2 separate regions of the Gasterosteus aculeatus genome follow, and region 2 is linked to region 1. The links are chromatin contacts, called in public Hi-C maps. All regions are on one chromosome and are shown on one strand. The core of a region is the stretch at or near the end of the contact, and the rest is flanking DNA. Distances in the headings are between cores, read along the strand shown. Region 1 holds the start of pcdh10b (protocadherin 10b). Region 2 has its middle 12 kb from the start of LOC144406342.

Region 1 (4,775 bases), core at 1,198-3,697:
CTGTTATCACCTTGCTTCTCCTGTCTCAGAATGTTGTGCACCATATGATCGGACGTGCATTGATGAACCTCGACGTACTTGTGAGCGGGGATGAGCTGTCATGAGACACCTTGTAGCTCACCAACTGTCAGAACAAGTCAGAACAAGACAGAACCCGGATGTACCGCTACCATCCGTGGGTTTCAATGTAAGATCTTCACTGACAGTTTGCAGCGCAGAGAGGCTTCGTGCAGACCTGCTTGTCCCTTATGGTGCCCATAGAGGTTTGTCCTCCCCAACACCTAGACGTGACACCACATTAGAGACTCCACTCTTGTGCTAATTGATGCTGCGCTTGTTAAAGCTAACGGGGGAAGCGGCGCTTGGTTTCCGATTAGACGGTGCTCTCCGGTCCCTGTAGCTCTATAACACTTGATGATTACATGCTGCTTTCTGCTGCTCTAATTACCTTCTGAATGGGACTGCTGTAGGGCACCTTTTTCATTTTTTTCATCTCTCTTGCCGCTACAATGTGTGGGAAACGTTGGGATGAACGAGACGTTATTTTTACCCACAAAAGGTAGCAATTGCCGGTGTGTGTATACTCTGTATTTTCAGCATTTAAAATGACTCGAGAATAAGAAGTCCTGGCTGTAAATCCAGATGAGAAGGCGGAGTGCTGCCGTGTCAGTGTGGGTGAGCAGGGGAGTGACTGAAATCACATTCACGTAGTTAAATCAGTGATCGTTGGGTGTCTCTCTCTCTCTGAGCCGACAGTGATGCATGTCCGACCGCACCGCTGGCTGCAGCTTGATTTAGGAGAGTCTCTTCTCGTAGCCACTACATCTCTCTCTCCCACAGTGGCCTGTACGGTGATGTATCTGACAGTTTGCAGACATGCACTTATGCTGCCACTTGTGTGTGTGGGAGGGGGTGCGTGTGCGTGCACGTGTTAGTCAGTGTGGATGTGGACGTGCAGCAGTGCAGAGGTTCACTAGGGGGAGCACTTGCTCTACTGCTCACCTCCTTCACTCCTCTGATCTCACACACTGAACACTAAAGGCTCCAGAGATTTCCTGTTATGACCAAGGTCAGGTTCACTTTTACAACTGGAATGAGGGGTGGGAGGGGGGTATTTATGAAGACCGGAAATAATTAAAACTTCAATTAAAAAGCCCCTGTGGTGTACGGTGTGGCTGACCGCTGTGGTTTACGAGTCGGGTACATGAACGCGTGTCCTGCTTGGGGAAAGAGTCCAGATCTAGATCACTGAGAAACACTCGCCGGAAGTAGGGTTCATCAAAGGCCACTTTACAAAAATGGATCTACAAGCCAGTAGACTGGCAAAAAGAGCAGAAAAATAAGGGGAGCCTTACTTCTTCTGCAAAATTCAAAGTATCCATATTATCAGGATTCAGAATCAGTCATTTTTTGTCTGTAGTTATAGTTTTGTATAACTTGTTTCTCTGTTTGTGACGAACTCATTACAAATAACTGTGTGTGACTGTGCCTTTTGAAGCCATGTGCACTTCCTTCCTTTGTGTAATACTAATGATCTAAAAGAGGAGGCGGAAGAGCATGCCTTCATGTTTCCTGCTCCAGTCGCTTGGAACCGTCTAAATGGAATTCTTTGAGCCTGAGAGTACACAATTCAGTTCCACCGAATGTTTTCCATTTTGGAGTCGATTTTGTTTTGTCTTCTCAATTGTTTTACACATTTGTAATGTGTTGTGTTTGTTGGTGTCACTCATCCTCAGAGTGTGTTTATGGAAATGCTCGTCCCCTGTTTTTTCTTTACCTCGCGGACCGGTCCACTGGACGATGACTGGTTCACTCCGGCTCTGAATCTCACTCTGGCCTGCTGGCGCCCCGCTAGGGGTCGCATGAGGTCCGCGCATCAGGGCCCGTCGCCCCATCCTCTCCAGACGCGCTGCCTGTGTGGCTGGCTGGAGGACAGTTAATATCCTTTCAACCACGGGCTGTAATTATAACGCGCTGCCTTAAGAAACCGCGCTCGAACCGGGGATGATTGTCTACATACATATCGCAGCATTTGCATGCATTACCCCGGTCTGTCCTCAGGCTCTCAAGGGCCCCGGACACCAAGTCCTCCACCAGCGCTCATCACACAGTGGTTCATTGGGGGGGCAGGTGTGCGTGCGCGTGCGTGTTGGAGAGGAGTGGGGAGAATTCTAGCCTTGGCGTCCTCCGTCCCCTCTCCACTTCGGCGTTATACTGAAAGAGAAGCCACCAGGAGCAAAGCGTTGGAAAGGTAGAGCGAGATAGAGCTGCAGGGAGGGAGGGGGGGGGGGCGTGGACCGGCAACCCGGCTATCCAATCAGGAGAGAGCTGTCAGCGTGATTTACAGCCACAGGGGCTGAGATGGGGGCGGTACGATGGAAGGGAGGGTGGGCGGAGGGTTGCTGGGGGGGGAGGAGGGGTGTCAAAGAGGAGGGAAAAAAAGCAAAGAGTTGAGTGAACAGCGTCAGTAGAGAGTAGAGTGGAGTGGAGGGGACCGCAGTGAGTAAAACAGGGTGGCAGGAGGACAGACACCCAGCCCGACAGCGAGAGGACAAGTCGGGCATGTACCGTCAGATCACAGGGACAATCACAGAAAGCCAAACCGACCTCTTGTTGTTTTTATGTGGATACCTGTTTCCTCGTTTCCCAAACGCGCTCCGGACTGGTTCCATCACACGGCGCTTCATTGGAATGCGCGCAGCAGCTTCTTCGGACACTCGGAAGCGGGACAACGGAGAACAGACAGAAAAAGAGACTCTGCGGTGTTCAAAACTCAAACAGAAACGCTTTTTTTAATGGGACAGCCTTTTCCGGACGTTTTATAAGTTTCTGGAGATTTTTACGCATTTTTGGAGACTTTGCCTGCCTGAGGAAATGGGTGATGGGACCGGATATTTTGCCTAATAACAGAGGATACCGCAGTCTATAAAATCCTCTACCAAAGTGCACTTGTTTTCCTGCGATGATTGCGCTTGTGATTGTCCTGTGCATTGCGCATGGAGTGCTCTCTCAGATCCGTTACTCTGTGCCGGAGGAGGCGGACCATGGCACCTTGGTGGGGAATATTGCCGAGGACCTGGGGCTGGACCTCACCAAACTGGCCTCCCGCCGTTTCCAGGTGGTGCCCAGCTCTCGCACGCCGTATCTGGAAGTGAACCTGGAGAACGGTGTCCTGTTCGTGAGCGAAAAAATCGACCGGGAGCAGATCTGTAGGCAGAGTCCTAGCTGCCAGCTCAACATGGAAGTGTTCTTGGAAAACCCGCTGGAGCTGTTTCGGGTGGAGATCGAGGTGGTGGACATTAACGACAATCCGCCCAGCTTCCCGGAGACGGACATCACGGTGGAGATCTCAGAGAGTGCCACTCCGGGCACCCGTTTCCCCCTGGAGAGCGCGTTCGACCCGGACGTGGGCTCGAACGCGCTGCGCACTTACGATATCACCACCAACAACTACTTTTACCTGGATGTGCAGACCCAAACGGACGGAAACAAGTTCGCCGAGCTCGTCCTGGAGAAGCCACTGGACCGGGAGCAGCAGGCGGCGCACAGGTACGTGCTGACCGCGGTGGACGGCGGTCAGCCTCCCCGGACCGGCACCGCGCTGCTGGTGGTCAAAGTGCTGGACTCCAATGATAACGTGCCGGTGTTTGACCAGGCCGTCTACACGGTGAGCCTCTCGGAGAACGCGCCGGTGGGCATGCTGGTCCTACAGCTGAACGCCACCGACCTGGACGAGGGACTGAACGGGGAGATCGTTTACTCCTTCAGTAACCACATATCCAATCGCGTAAAGGATCTGTTCAGTATTGACCCGCGCACCGGCCGCATCGAGGTGCGCGCAGAGGTGGACTTCGAGGAGAGCAGCCTCTATCAGATCTTCGTACAGGCCAAGGATATGGGGCCGAACGCAGTGGCCGCTCACTGCAAAGTGCTGGTCAAAGTCACCGACCTGAATGACAACGCGCCGGAGATCACCTTCAGCACCGTCACCGAGTCGGTGAGCGAAAAGGCGGCCCCCGGCACCGTCATTGCTCTGCTGAGCGTCACGGACCAGGACGCGGAGGAGAACGGACAGATCCACGTGGAGATCCTCGGCGATGTTCCGTTCAAATTAAAATCGTCCTTTAGGAATTATTTTACCATAGTGACCGACGGCCCGCTGAACCGGGAGCAGGCGGACTCCTACTCCGTCACCGTAGTCGCGCGGGACAAAGGGACGCCCTCTCTCGCCGCCAGTAAGTCCATCCGAGTCCAGGTGTCAGATGAGAACGACAACGCGCCCACGTTTACGCAGGCCATCTACGATGTGTATGTGACCGAGAACAACGTGCCGGGCGCATACATCCACGCCGTGACGGCTCTGGACCCGGACATCGGGCAGAACGCGCTCATCAGCTACTCCATATTAGAGTGTGACATCCAGGGCATGTCGCTCAAAACCTACGTGTCCATCAACGAGGAGACAGGCTACTTGTACGCGCTCAGGTCCTTTGATTATGAGCAGTTGAAGGATTTCACTTTCATGGTCCAGGCCAAGGACGCGGGCGCACCGGAGCTCTTCTCCAACGCCACTGTCAAAGTCATAATAGTGGACCAGAACGACAACACGCCCGTGGTTCTGGCGCCGCTGGGGAAGAACGGCACCGCCAAAGAGCCCCTGCCCCGCACCGCCGAGCCGGGCTACCTGGTGACCCGCATCGTGGCCATGGATGCGGACGACGGCGAGAACGCACGGCTGTCCTACAGCATCCAGAGGGGGAACGAGAACGGCATGT
Region 2 (4,796 bases), core at 336-2,835, 630 kb after region 1:
AAATTTTTTGACGTTGGTCTTCCATAAGGAAACATTTCAGAAGACACTGCAGAAAATGTTCCAGAATGATAAACAAGGCGTTTATGACTTCTATTTTTTTATTTTGGAGATCGACCAGGAAAGTCTCAGAGATCGTCGATCACGATCAACAGGTTTGCGACCACTGCTCTACAAGGGCTCTCCCACCCTCCCGCCCTCTCTGACGGGTGTCTCCATCGACAACAGACTGAACTGGAAGGCCGACATCAACGCTGTGTACAAGAAGAGGATAAGTCAACTCTCTTTCTTGAGGAAACTTCGATCCTTTAATGTGTGCAGCAAGATGTTGGAGATGTTCTACCAGTCTGTTGTGGCCAGTGCTCTGCCATTATCTGCTGGGGAAGCAGAATTCATCAGACTCAAGAAACTGGTGGAGAAGGTCGGCTCGGACGGACATTCATATTATTATTGTTCCTCATGCATCAGAACATAAGCAGGCTTTTGTTTGCAGTACAGCTAAAGATTCTATACCGGAATAATCCCTCCAGCCTTCATCCTCCAATAACAAGTATGAAGTCTGTTTTGAGAGCACACACAGAACCAGGAATGAAATATTGGAGAAAAAAGTATAAAATATGTTGAGTTGAGACAGCAGAAGGGAAGACAACAATCTGCTTGGAATTCAGGTTCAGATTAATCATTTTCCAGACGAGATTAGAAATGATATTAGACACGCAAGAATCCCAAGAGGTAGCGCTGATTTTCCACATGCGCTTCAATCTTTGAGCCTTTGTTTCCCAGCCTCATTAGAAGCACGGTTTTACATCAGCTGCTTATTGGTGAGAATCAAAGCCAAATCTGTACCTCTGCTTCTTTCATGTTTGTCCCTTTAGTCCCACTTCTCCCCCCTCCTTCCTCCCTCTGTCTCTCCAAAGGATGGTAAGAATTTAATGACAGCTGAAAGGATTTCAGAGATTTAATAGGAAATTGCAACTGTCACTCAAAGCATCTGGGATTATCTGGCAGAAGAAAAAAAATGAGAAGAGCATAACATACAAAAGGAGAGGAGGAAGGAAAGGAGCCCTGTTTTGTTCAAACAAAGAAATGTATGTACTGTATTCTGCTTTCTATAGCATGCAGACTTCACTTGAGGAAGCAGCCATCAATGCACACACACACACACAGCCCATTGATTTAGCCCGTAGATTACGGTGTCTCTCTAAAAATTCACCAGATTCATTCTGGAGAGATATTTCCATATTATGAATATAATGTTCCTTATTCTAAGAATCCCAATGGACCGCTACATTTTCTATTAAATGTTAGTTACTGGATGAGGACTGGATCGAGCCCGACAGCCGGCACGCTCTGATCATTAGGCCAAAACAGCCAGCCTCCCGTGGAGAGTTATGTTTACCATCATCACAGCAACAAGCACACATACTGCGATTATTTCCATGGAGACCCATGCCATGGGCCGACAACAACGGCACACTGTGGAAATTGCTACTGAAAATGAAGGTAAACAGGAGTCATAGGTTGATACATTTCCTAAAAAATGCAACATGTTGGGTGAGTCCGATCTAAAGAGGGATGTTGGTCTGTGTGGGCATAAGGCCCATCGGGCGGGGGTCAGTATCTGTTCACACCTCAGTCACTGGACTACGGTAGGGTCATTGAGCCTTTTTACAGAGAAGCGCACTGCCAGCCTCACACACAGTGTGCTACTGCCACCTACTGGACCAACGTAGAAGACAGGCACCCACACACCTCAATGCTTTCTGTAGGGGTGAACCTTATAAAAGAGGGACATATATATATATATATATATAACATTTACTGGCTATTGTATTTCATGAACAACTGCTGAGCTCATTCATTCTCTTTGCAATACCTTTTTTACCACGTTGGCAGGAGGAGCAGCATGAAGGCTGGGTAGGACTATGTTTCACAAAACAACACTACATGGGCCGATTCCATAACCCTAACCCGCATTTATGAAACATTTGACGCATACTGAGGTCTTAATGTAGGATTTATACATCTTGTTACTCACTGAGGGACCCAGTACTCTATTCTTTCTTTGTTGTATCATTCTATCAGATTAAACTATTGTACATGTCTTGTGGATCTCATATTTCCCCAAAATTCAGTATAAAGTATTTGGTTTTGTTGATTGTTTTGGGATCGCCAATAAAACGTTTTAATAAGATTTAGTTGCATAGCAGTATCAAACAATTGGACCCATGGACCCAGTGACCTGCTCCTTGTGATAGTTGTTTTCCTTTTTATTGTCTAGTCATTTTGTGATGTAATCATGTATACTGTGTGTTGTCTATGCAGTAAAATATCTTGTGACATTTAGAACGTCGGTTTTTTAATTAGTAAAATATCTGACAAAATGTATATGGTGCCTAAAATTGTTGAATCTTTTTTTCCTTTCTCTTTACATCGTTTCCCTACTGTAAACACCAGGAGGCAGCATTGATTGATTGATTGATTCACTCACAGGTGAAGGGCAGAACAATAGAGATACAAATCTGGTGCGCATTAACACAGTTACAAACTGAGGTTTTGCGCACGCACAATATTTTATTGTACAAGGACCGTCATGTTCTTTATCGTGAAACATACATCTGATCATCATGAGACGCCGGACATACACGTCACACAGATTTTATATCCTGAATGGTCATCTTATCTCAGCTATCATGTCATACACACTACTAATTGAACAAATGATACGGACGTAGTTGTTTTGTCTAAACCCCCTTCTTATCATGACCTGACATTATTGCAGTTTTTCCAACACAGACTATTGGATATTAAATTGTACAAAAAGACACATATCCTTTCTGTCTTTATAACACAAAATGCTGCAAATGAGAATTAAATGCAACAGAATATTATTGATTTAGTAATGATAGCAGATGTTCATACATGCATTTTAATTGACTGTAGCTTGCATTCGGGATAGGAACATAAGTAACGTAAGTGTAATTATGGAATATGGTTAGAACAGTGCCATCTGATAGTCTGATCATCTTAAATAATTAAGATTTATTAAAACAAAAAGGAAGACATTTGAATAGTTAAGATTATGCTAATGCTTATACTGATAATAGGTAGGGCTGTCAATAGATTTAAAAAATTAACTAATTAATAGCACATTTAGAAATTCATTAACAGGGATTAAAAGTTAGTTTTTCTACATAGATGGAAGAATTCCTTTGCACAGTTCTCTGCTGTATGTCGCGCTTTGTTTGTTTTACTTGCAATACTCAAAGCTCTCTCCATCTTTAGCTATCGTCTTGCTCTCTCCTGTCTAACTGACTGCAGCTAGCGGCGGCTTTGTTGACCCCGGAAGGCAGGAAGTAAAGTTGTGTTAACGTAGTAAAAAAATGTTATCGCATTCATCTCCACATTAATCGCATAGATTAACGTGATAACTTTGACAGCTATTAGTCATTGAACCACACAAGTCTGCCTTTGGTTCCTTTCCTCATCTCAGACAAAAATATCCCTTCATCACCAAGGAAGAACTTACTGTATTTTTCTGACTACTTTCTTGTGGTAGTCAATATGTATTCATAGGTATTGAAAGAAAAAATATGAATAAATTATCACTGTTCACTCATTTATTAACTCCAATCGCAATTAATATGTGAGTGTATGACTATGATGGTTCTCTGCAGGGCGGATGGGATAGCAGCTGGCGCTGCACTAATGTGTTCACGCGGTTACAGCTGATAACAATGTTTGTCACGGAAGCTTCCCGCCCCTGGTTAACCTCCCTACCCTGGTCGGGGCTACCCGTGCTGTATCATCTAGGATTCCCTCTCTCACTCTCAGGGAAGTTGCTCTTCACGCCGGCGGCTGCATTGGCCTCCTTTATGTCCATGGGGCAACATATAATGGCTGTGCGATCATGTTTCAGCATGTTTCTCCCCCAATTGCAGCAGCGGGCTTTGAAGCCTCAGCGTCCACAGGGGCATGGAGAAGTGGTTTCAATAGCCTTGGATCCCTCCTGCTCCTTAGGTACTCGTAGTCCCACATCGGCATCTCCTCACCACCAGGATTATGCTTGCCTCTACACAAAGTTGCAGTGATTCCCAAACCTTTTCTGTCAGGGCTCCCTTTGGAAATTAGTCACATTGTAAGATGTTCTCCTCTGAGCCTCGTCTTATCCGCAAAGATAATGAGTAGCCTATTCTGTTTGTCTTGTGCTACCGCCTTGGTGTAATTGTAGACGACTGATATATGCCCAAGTGCGAATGTAAGGGGACACATTTCAGGGCATAAAAAGAATGTTCACAATGCAGCGGTAGTGTAGGTACAGACATGATGACCATACTCTAATATGTCTAAACCCGTAGTTTATTTCTTTTACATCTGCCAATCAGTCCTCAAGCATCCTTACTTTATTTCCTTGTAGCCATTTTTAGCAGTCAATCAGGATATCAGCTGTTTAGGTCAGATAAACACAACAAAACAATCATTGTTAGCCTATCATCTCGTGGCCGTCTCTTTAAATATGGTGGTTTCTGTCAATTATAAATCTTCCTCTAGATTCTAAAAGACCAGGTCATCACATCATTATTTATAATAATCAATGTTATCTTTCTTTATCGGACTTAATTGAACTATGCATGTGGGAGGGAATCAAACCAATTGCAACAGCTGTTAGAAGGCGAATTATATCAGGGGTGTCAAAAGTATTCACATTCATTCCTAAGGTAGAAGTATAGATACAAGGGTTTAAAAATACTGTATCAACTCAAGCTTTTTACCTAAGTATAAAAGTACTGGTTTCAAAA

What was found. Hi-C and Micro-C count contacts between places; a contact is called where the count stands out from the background.
Region 2: a Hi-C map of skeletal muscle shows a contact between it and region 1, with 9 times the contacts expected there. The contact joins the enhancer-like site here to the promoter of pcdh10b in region 1. A contact is called at or near these places in 3 of 6 Hi-C or Micro-C datasets (skeletal muscle and tail fin).

Annotation. Positions count from the first base shown.
Region 1 is chr4:19,432,223-19,436,997 of fGasAcu3.hap1.1, forward strand. It overlaps pcdh10b (protocadherin 10b), which reads left to right and starts at 2,448. Exons shown (of 5, transcript XM_040174394.2): 1 at 2,448-4,775. The coding sequence starts at 2,963.
Region 2 is chr4:20,067,581-20,072,376 of fGasAcu3.hap1.1, forward strand. No RefSeq gene overlaps it. Among protein-coding and RNA genes, the nearest start is that of LOC144406342, 12 kb to the left of the region's middle. Within about 2 kb of position 1,586, at least 2 of the 9 cell types and tissues checked have open chromatin away from gene starts, as enhancers often do.